Linked DNA regions of Mus musculus: region 1 is linked to region 2. A link is a contact called in public HiChIP or PLAC-seq data. All regions are on one chromosome and are shown on one strand. Each heading gives the region's core, a stretch centred on a gene start, on an enhancer-like site or on the middle of the called end of the contact. The rest is flanking DNA. Distances are from core to core; before and after follow the strand shown. Region 1 overlaps Ankfy1 (ankyrin repeat and FYVE domain containing 1). Region 2 overlaps Gm51906 (a long non-coding RNA gene).

Region 1 (4,663 bases), core at 594-3,093, 190 kb before region 2:
AAATGTTCCAGAATGTTCTTCTTCCCTAAGAAGCCTCTTTTTCCTGAAATGCTGGCTCAGCAGTAAGCCAGGTCTGACCAAGCTATTCTATTCTTCTCTACAAAGTTACAACTAGCAGCAGTTCCCTTGGCTTTCCCTTACCAGACACTTCATTAAATTTTTAACTCAAAATGATGCAGTAACATGAGGGCTCTGAATTCCATTATCAAACGGGACATGGGTATGGGGAGGCCAGTCATCTTACACAAGGAGACACCTGAAACTGGATACAAGTCTCTTCCTACCTGCCTCTTATGCTACATCCCGGGCAATGATGTTCCTTAAGTAGCCTAATAATAAAATGATGTCAAAACCCCATCCAAGTGAGCTCCTGGAGAGGCCTGCATATTACTCTTCTTAAGAAGGCACCTGGATAGAACTTGCCACTTCTTCCAAGCATGTTACAGGTAGTAAAGCACATTTCCTAGAGCCTCCCGAATCTTGGTTACATTTTATCTCTACCGAAATGGGAACATGGAAGGTTCCAATGTGAAGGTCTACTTGGTTACAGGGATGTGGTCCTGGCCACTGAAGCACTTTAGATGTCAGAAACCAAATTCCATGGGAGGGATCTTCCCCAGATGCTGAGAGTCAGATACCGTAGTATTTACATACCTGTGTTGCCTTCTGCATCTGGTTTGTCCAGAGGATACTCAGGCATACACTCTAAGAAGAGATCAAAGATGGCTGCTGCATTTTCTTTGCCATACTGTCCCAAAATGTGTAGTGGTGACTGGCCTCTGATGAAATGAGTTGCAAAGGTTAGATATGTATCTGTCATATCTGTCACACAGAAGAAGAAATTTTCTGAACTCTGTGATCTTAACTAAATCTAAAGGACATAGAATATTTATTATAAAATCAAAATTACCACGGAACCAAAAGCTGCTGAGGTGCACCTGGGGCTCAGGGAGGCAATGGGCTAAGTCATAGAGACCCTGCTCTATGCCTGGGATCAGCTAGCCACACTCACCTCAGATTAAAGGCTTCAGCATCTACTGTACACTCTGTCAGAAGAGCCCGGATATTGTTGAGTCGACCATGCATGACCGCAAGATGAAGAGCTGGGGAGAAAATTCTCTTATTGTGCAAGTCCTGAAGCACAGACAGAAAACTCTATCTCCTCTCCACCCCATCTAAATGTACTCAGTCAGAGAACTGACCAGCCAAGCACAGAGCTATCCCTTCACGTCTCCTCTCCTCCCACCATGAGTCATCGGTGCAATCTCATGAGCCTTGCTTTCTATGCTGGAGGCTTCAAAGGTGAGATTCAATGGCTTCACAGAAATCTACTTCTGTCTCTGTGTTTGCTTTGTCTCTCACTGTAGTGGTCTCAATGCGAATGACCCCCATAGGATCAAATATTTGAAAGTTTGATCTCCAGTTGGTACAACTTTTGGGGAAGGATTAGGAGGTGTGGCCTCCTGGAGGGCATGTATCTCTGTCCTCCATTACCAATCAGCTCTTATGCTGTCCCCCACACCCCATGCTTGTGGCTCAGACATAGGGTTTCAGCTACTGCTCCAGCACCATGCTTCCCTACCTGCTGCCGTGCTACCTGCCATGATGGTCATAGTGCATTGTCAGAGAAGTAAAAAGTAACTGAGACAGAGAGACAGACAGACAGACGGACAGACAGACAGACACACACACACATACACACACACACAGAGGCCACATGGACCAGTGGGTAAAGGCTCTTGCCACCAAGCCTGAGGACCTAATCCCCAGGACCCACATGTACAGAAGAACTAACTCCTATAAATTGTCCTCTGGAAATGCACATGAAAAAGGAAATGAGTCACTGGGCTCTAGAGATGGTTCAGAAGCTAAGAATATATTGCTCTTGCAGAGACCTTAGTCCAATTCCTAGCACCAAAGTTAGGCAACTCACTCCAATTCTGGGGGAATCTAATGCCTCGGCCTCTGAGGACACCAGGACTTAGGTGACATTCCCCTTCACCTAATTTAATTTTAAAATACAAATTTTTTGAAAATGTAACTAAAAACCCAACCACTTTAGACTACCATGGCTGCAATCAGATTGGGAAGCTGCTCAGTGGCGAGACGGGTGTGCTGTGTGCTGCCTCTCTAGAGCTCTGCTCCCAGGGAAGCCTATCTTCCTGAGGGTGGGGTAGAGCACACTACACTACACATAAGAGATTGCCTAGGGGGCTGGAGCAATGGCTCAGTGGTTAAGAGCACTGACTGCTTTTCCAAAGGTCCTGAGTTCAAACCCCAGCAATCACATGGTGGCTCACAACCATCTGTAATGAGATCTGATGCCCTCTTCTCGGGTGTGTGAAGACAGCTACAGTGTACTTAGATATAATAAATAAAAAAAAAAAAAAAAAAAAAAGGAGGTTGCCTAGGAGTTACCATTATTTCCATTCTCATCCACAGCAGCGAAGTCCACTCCATTCTCTAGGAGGACTGAGCAGATGGTGGGCAGGTCCTGCTGTGCAGCGAGATGGAGAGCGGTCTGACGATGCTTGGTTAACTCATTCACCTTGGCTCCTGCAAGAAGCTGTTCAAGTTGATCACTCAATCAGCCTCTCCCATAATTTAAGGCCCCATGAGCAGGACAAGTCTATAGACAGTCTCTTATCTGCAGAGGCCAACAACCTACCCTCCTGGCAGAGAGGGAGTGCATGAGGATCTTGCACACCTTCCTACTGAGGCAAACACAGCAAAACCTGTGCCAAAGGCAAATTATCTACCGTTATGTTCAACGGCTATTCCTTAGGGCATAGGAATTCTAAGACTTTATTATATTATAATTATGAAGTAATACAATGATATTCACTGTACTAAGCAAGAATGTCCATACTGCTTGTAATTCTCAAATTTCAAATAAACTCCCCCTATCTAAAATACTGACATACATCATGCCCAATCACCACACCCTTTCTTAACTGGGCTTGTTCCCTTCCTAACATTATACTGGAAAGTCAGGCTTTTGACTTAAGCTCAAATCTAATTACATGAATTACTATCTAAGACCCTAGGGGGATTCTCTTTAACTTACTCTGTATTATAAACACAAAATTGTCTTTCTGGAGAATCAAGAGACGGTTCATTTAAAAGTCTCAGCTAATCTAGGAATGGTGGAACTTGGGAAGGGGAAGGCAGACACAGTGGATGTCTGTTATTCTGAGAGAGCTTAATCTACATTGAGTTCCAGGTCAGCTAGGTGGGGAAAAAAAGACAGAAAGGGAGAGAGGAGAGGGAGGAAGGAGAGAAAGCCTCAGCTGAATTCCTGGCAGCAGGCAGACAACACAGCTGACCTCCAGTCTTTCTGCTGTCTGTTAAATCCTCCTTGGCTCTCAAGGCCTGACTCTATCTTACCCCCAGCATGTCCACCAGAACACTAGGGACTTGACACATCTGTTCCCCTGGGGGGACTGCTTTGGTTCCCAGATTCATGCCTTTTGTTCACAACAGCTTGAAGAACAACTTCTGCATACACCCTCAAACACACCTGGTTTCCTGTGCTTCCTTGAGGCTTACCAGATTTCGGACAATGATCTCTGAGCCGGCCTGAACAGCAAGGTGCAGAGGGGTCAACTTGGAAGCATCCTGGACTCTGGAGTTCACATTGGCCTGGACACTGATCAGGAACAAGACACTTTCAATGTCAGAGTTCTGAACTGCCACATGGAGAAAATTCCGACCTTTATTATCTACCTGCAGCAACAAACAAGAAAGAATCACACTATAGCCAGTTCCCTACAGAACAGATCCTCCCGCAGCCCACAGCTGAACTGACTGCTGGGAAGGCCACGGAGCATCCTTCCTCAGTTCCAGAGCTCCTACACAACCACATGCACTCATGAATGTGCTTAGATGGGAGCTGAGTCCTGGACCCTCCTACAATAGGAACCGGCCATGGAAAGCCAAGAAGGGGCTAAATGAGAGACAGAGGAAGGCACGTGAGTGGCAGGCTGCTCAGGAAGAAGCAAATAGGACAAGTAAGCTGCAGGGCCTCTGCTTTGACCAGACGAGATACCCATCTCGATCCCTGAGCAGCCAACAGGCTTTAGAGATTTTCTTAAGCTTCACAGTAACACACAATGAGCAATGAGAGGCAGTCAGCAGTGCCAGACAAGCATGAGGTCTCCAGAAGATTCCTCAAGTCAAGCCCGAGCATGGGTTATAGTTATAGGAATGAATACTACATCACTAGACCAATGCTCAAGAGAGGACAACACACTTCACGCTCTGTCCTACCATCACCACCCCCTCCACGTGTACTGTGTGCTGGGTAAGTAAAATCTGCAGAGGACTCAGATCAGTAGTACCAGTGTCATACCAGATGGGGAAATGTGAGAGGTCTGTCCCCTTTCATGACTGTCTTACACTAAGTCTGAGTATGGGCAAACTTAATGTTAAGGGCAACTTAATGATAAAGAAAGAAAGAAAAGGTGAGGCACCAAAGCCTGAGCTAGCAAGCAGTCATCTTTATGCCAGCACTACATTGTATGCAGGCCCCACATCTCATTTTATCCATAGATGGCGATTTGTAAATCTTGGCAACATCCTTTAAGCAAGCTGGAATCAGGCTTCTGTGAGACTGACCTGATAAACTTATTTCAGCTTTCATCACACATCAGTCACCATCCTC
Region 2 (4,835 bases), core at 409-2,908:
AGGATGGCACAGTGCCTGTTACAAAGTCGTGAGGAGGCAGAGGCAGGAGAGAGAGAGAGAGAGAGAGAGAGAGCGAGCTTTTGTGGGGCAGAGATTTCCAGACTAAGGATTGGTGGGGGATTTTAAGCACCAAGCTTGGGGAGCTCAGGGATTTGGTGTATTTTCATGTTCAGGGATTGGTGGGGTTTTTTGTGGGAAGGAAGCTCAGAGATTGGTGGGTTTTCGTGCTCAGGAATTGGTAGCTTTTTTTTTTTTTCTCCTTCCTTCCCCCTTTCTCTACATGGGTCCATGAGTTAGGATGGTGTCTTAGTCAGGGTTTCTATTCCTGCACAAAACATGACCAAGAAACAAGTTGGGAAGGAAGGGTTTATTCAGCTTACACTTCCATACTGGTGTTCATCACCAAGGAAGTCAGGACTGGAACTCAAGCAGGTCAGGAAGCAGGAGTTGATGTAGAGGCCATGGAGGGATGTTCTTTACTGGCTTGCCTCCCCTGGCTTGCTCAGCTTGCTTTCTTATTGAACCAAGACTGCCAGCCCAGAGATGGTCCCACCCACAAGGGGCCTTTCCCCCTTGATCACTAATTGAGAAAATGCCTGACAGTTGTATCTCATGGAGGCATTTCCTCACCTGAAGCTCCTTTCTCTGTGATAACTCCAGCTGTGTCAAGTTGACAGGAAACCAGCCAGTACAGATGGGAAGTTCTTCCCAGTCTCAGGTGGCTTTGGCTGAGGCACCAATTCTCTGGAGCTGCTTGGGGAGGCTGGAGAGAAGGGGCTGACATTGCACAGCTCCTGTGATGGCTGCACACTGAGGAGGTGTCTAGGTGCCACCATTTTGACAGGTCCTGTGGGAACATCTATGGTGACTGTAAGCTAGGGCAGAAGGGTGGGGGGACAGCAGCTGCTGCTTTGATTACTTTTGTAGCACACTGCTTTAGGGACTGCAGAACCAACTCCTGAACGTTGTCCTTTGCCTTGTACTCATACACTGTGGAACGTGGAACACACACACACACTTTACATTTAAAACAACAACAACCACCACCATAGCAAACTAAAGAAAACCCTGAGACCCCAAGTAGTTGATCATAGGGTTTTCCCTTCATGGTTGGAGCCTATAAACTCTGCTGGTTTGCAACTTGGCCCACAGCCTCTTGGCATCTTAGTTGATAGTAGCTTTTTGGTTTGTTTAAGAAAAACACATTTCTCTCTTCTAGGTGGAAGGTTCATCATATGAGGATTGCTTCTTCCTCATCATAGACTTTACAGTATGGATGCTGTGCCCTGTCCTACAAGGTTCATGTGGGTGAGCACCAGTAGCCTGCCCAGGAAAAAGACACACTCCTCACTACCGGAAGTGGGGTTGAAGAAGGCCTCTTCCTTTTTTCCAGCATCCTTAGTCCCAAGTCACACTGATATAAAGGAGGGTTCTGAGCTTTGGTACTGAGGCTACTCGTGCCCAATGTATAGATGGAAAGACAGAGTCTAGCCTGGGTCCAACCTCTACTTCAGCGCCTGGGGAAAGCTGTCGTTCTAGACCCCCACCATGTAGCACACACCGTACCTTCAATTTCTGGAGCACGTCGAAGTGCACTGACCGCGGATCAGCAGGCCGGTAGGTTTCTGTTTTCTACTTAGTTTTTGGTGCCATCTGGTGGCCACGGTTCATCATAGCTCTGATTTGCTTCAAAGGCTTCTGACAAGCAAAGCACCTAGGCAATCATTTCCTTTGTCATCTTCCCATTTTGTTTGGGAGGTTCGGAAGACTTCCGGAAGCCACACCCACTTCCTATGGTCAGCGGGATCTAGCGCTGGGATGGACTTGCTAGCAAGCGACCATGGCCGTACTACGACATCTGCCTTGCTTTTTCTTTTTCTTTCTTTTTTGTTTGTTTTTGAGACAGAATCTCTCTCCCTCTCCCTACCCTCCTCTCCTGTGAATCTTCATGTGCACATGCACACGAACACACACACACACACACACACACACACACACACACACACACAGAGGAGTGCATCCCTAAAATAAAATAAAAAGTAAATAGGGGCTAGTGAAGTAGTTTAGTGTATAATATCAAATATGAGTCATTTTTGTTGAAAACTGTAGAACTTGTGTTTGGAACAAAGAAGTCAAAGCATTTTATCTCTCCCACTTTGTAAGCAGGGGTTATATATCTTTCCCACCTCCTCTCTCCTATCCCCCACCCCTGCCAGTTAAACCTTTGTTAACACAGAGGGCCCCTGTTGCGGTTCAGTAACCTGATGACCTGGAGAAGTGACCCTTTTCCCCAGGGAGCAGTGACCTCTTTCATTTCCTGTACTTACGCCAGTTCTTTTCCTTTCTTTTTCGACAGGGTTTCTCTGTGTAGCCCTGGCTGTCCTGGAACTCACTCTGTAGACCAGGCTGGCCTCGAACTCAGAAATCCGCCTGCCTCTGCCTCCCAAGTGCTGGGATTAAAGGCGTGGGCCACCACTGCCTGGCTATGCCAGTTCTTTTCAAACTAGCCAAATGAATAAGACTGTGCACTGGGCAGGTGAAGAAAAGACCAACTCACAACCTGCATTAGAATAGAAATCAAGGGCATTTCCTGTCTCTTTGTGCTCACTCTTCCGAGCACAAAGTAAAGTTTCAAGAGTAAAGTTTTGCCGTGTCCGCTGGAGTGGTGGTCTCTTTCTTTGCGACCATGAGCTTATTTCTATCAATTGATAAAGGCATTTATTTGCTGCCAATTGTGATGATCTGAGACCCACACGGTATGAACTCTCACAAGTTGTCCTCTGACCTCCACACACATGGCTGAACGTACATATATGTACACTCAATAAATGTGATTTGAAAATGGTAATGATAAGTTGTGTTGGGTCTCAGAACTCAGGTTAAATGGCTGACAGAAGTGCCTAATAACATAACAAAATGCCTTTAATCCCAGCACTCAGGAGGCAGGTGGATTTCTGAGTTCGAGGCCAGCCTAGTCTACAAAGTGAGTTCCAGGACAGCCAGGACTATACAGAGAAACCCTGTCTCGAAAAACCGAAACAAAAAACAAACAAACAAACAAAAAACAAAAACAAAAATAACATACCAAAGCAGCTGCTGGCCTGCCTTCCGAGCATCACCAGTTATCTGTGCTCCTCCCAGCATTTCTCGCTCCGCCCCCTACCTTAAACCCCTCCCTCCCGGGGGCTGGGATTCTGCTTCCCTTCCCCTTGCAAGATCCCTTGTAACAGTGGTTTTGGCTACTCCAATCTGTCAGCAGCTCCTCTCTTGCTTTCCCTCCTCTCTCCTCTCATGGTCTAGCTTAGTCGGCCAGCCACGTTCAGTCTGGTCTCATTCCTCTGCCTGCTTTTCCTCTTATATCTACAATAAAAAAAAAATCTTCTCTATACTTTAGTAGTCATGTTTGTTTCATTTTTTCATGCAGTTGGTTAACACATTTAGACTATAGAAAATACAGTTTGTTTATTCTCCTAGCTCCAGTTTGAAGGCATTAAATAAAACTAGTACATGCATTCTTTTTTGTTGTTTGTTTTTTGTTTTTGTTTTGTTTTTGTTTTTTTCAAGACAGGGTTTCTCTATATAGCCCTGGCTGTCCTGGAACTCACTTTGTAGACCAGGCTGTCCTCGAACTCAGAAATCCGCCTGTCTCTGCCTCCCGAGTGCTGGGATTAAAGGCATGCACCACCACACCCGGCTAATTTTTATTTTTTTATTATTTTTATTATTATTTTTTATTTTTTATTATTTTTTTTGGTTTTTTCAAGGCAGGGTTTCTCTGTATAGCCCTGGCTGTCCTGGCGCTCACTTTGTAGACCAAGCTGGCCTCGAACTTAGAAATCCGCCTGCCTCTGCCTCCCAAGTGCTGGGATTAAAGGCGTGCGCCACCACCGCCCGGCTTAATTTTTATTTTTTATTTATATGAGTACGCTGTCGCTGTCTTCAGACACACCAGAAGAGGGCATCAGATCACATTACAGATGGTTGTGAGCCACCATGTGGTTGCTGGGAATTGAACTCAGGATCTCTGGAAGTGCAGTCAGTGCTCTTAACCGCTGAGCCATCTCTCCCCAGCCCCTTTAATTTTTTTAAGTGATTTATTTGTTTTATATTATATTATATTTATGTATGAGTGCTCTATCTGCATGTACATCCTGAATGCCAGAAGAGGATAACAGATCTCATTACAGATAGCTGTGAGCCACCATAGGTTACTGGGAATTGAACTCAGGACCTCTAGAAGAACAGCCAGCAACTACTAAGCTATTTCTTCAGCCCTCTGACTCATCTCTCTAGCTCTAATTTTTGGTTTTTGAGACAAGGTCTCATATAGCCCAGGCTGTTTTTGAACTTTCTATGTAGTCAAGAATGGCATTTAGTTTTAAATTTTATTCTATGGGCCTTTTGTACTATATGCATGCAGTGCCCATGGAGGCCAGTGGATGCTTTGAACTAGAAAGAGTCAATTGTGAGCCACAATGTGGGTGCTGGACCTGGGTCCTTTGGAAGAGCATCAAGTGTTTGTTTGTTTGTTTATCTCTCATATATTATATCCTAGCTGCAGTTTCCTCTCCCTTTCCTCCCCCCAACCGCATTTCCCTCACATCCACCCCACCTCCACCTCCCCTCAGAAAAGAGCAGGCCTCCCAGGGGCATCAACCAAACAGATTACAATAAGACCAGGCACATATTCTCACAGCAAGTCTGGAAGAAGCAACCCAATAGGAAGAAAACGGTCCCAGAGGCAGGCAAAAGAGTCAAAACCAGCCTCCACTCCCACGGTTAGAAACCCCACAAGAGCACTGAGCTACAAAATCATAACATATATGCAGAGGACC

Evidence for each region. HiChIP or PLAC-seq counts read pairs in DNA pulled down with a chosen protein or histone mark.
Region 1: a contact with region 2 is called in an H3K4me3 HiChIP or PLAC-seq map of bone marrow-derived macrophages, with 9 times the contacts expected there. The contact joins two enhancer-like sites. A contact is called at or near these places in 1 of 15 datasets of contacts at CTCF or cohesin (the NIH/3T3 cell line), 16 of 484 Hi-C or Micro-C datasets (the C2C12 cell line, DN3 thymocytes, the Patski cell line and 12 more), 20 of 115 datasets of contacts at active chromatin or transcription factors (bone marrow-derived macrophages, embryonic basal ganglia, embryonic forebrain and 10 more) and 5 of 9 other capture datasets (adipose tissue, embryonic stem cells, liver and 2 more).

What each region holds. Positions count from the first base shown.
Region 1 is chr11:72,756,356-72,761,018 of GRCm38.p6, reverse strand. Ankfy1 (ankyrin repeat and FYVE domain containing 1) reads right to left here. Exons shown (of 25, transcript NM_009671.5): 19 at 3,550-3,726; 20 at 2,419-2,566; 21 at 1,013-1,103; 22 at 655-779. Among named protein-coding and RNA genes, the nearest start is that of Gm46287, 6.2 kb to the left of the region's middle. Within about 2 kb of position 1,843, at least 19 of the 459 cell types and tissues checked have an H3K27ac peak or open chromatin away from gene starts, as enhancers often do. A contact at or near this core is called in bone marrow-derived macrophages, where this site is marked.
Region 2 is chr11:72,567,599-72,572,433 of GRCm38.p6, reverse strand. It overlaps Gm51906 (a long non-coding RNA gene), which reads left to right. Exons shown (of 4, transcript XR_003949712.1): 3 at 1,220-1,617. Among named protein-coding and RNA genes, the nearest start is that of Spns3, 20 kb to the right of the region's middle. Within about 2 kb of position 1,658, at least 41 of the 459 cell types and tissues checked have an H3K27ac peak or open chromatin away from gene starts, as enhancers often do. A contact at or near this core is called in bone marrow-derived macrophages, where this site is marked.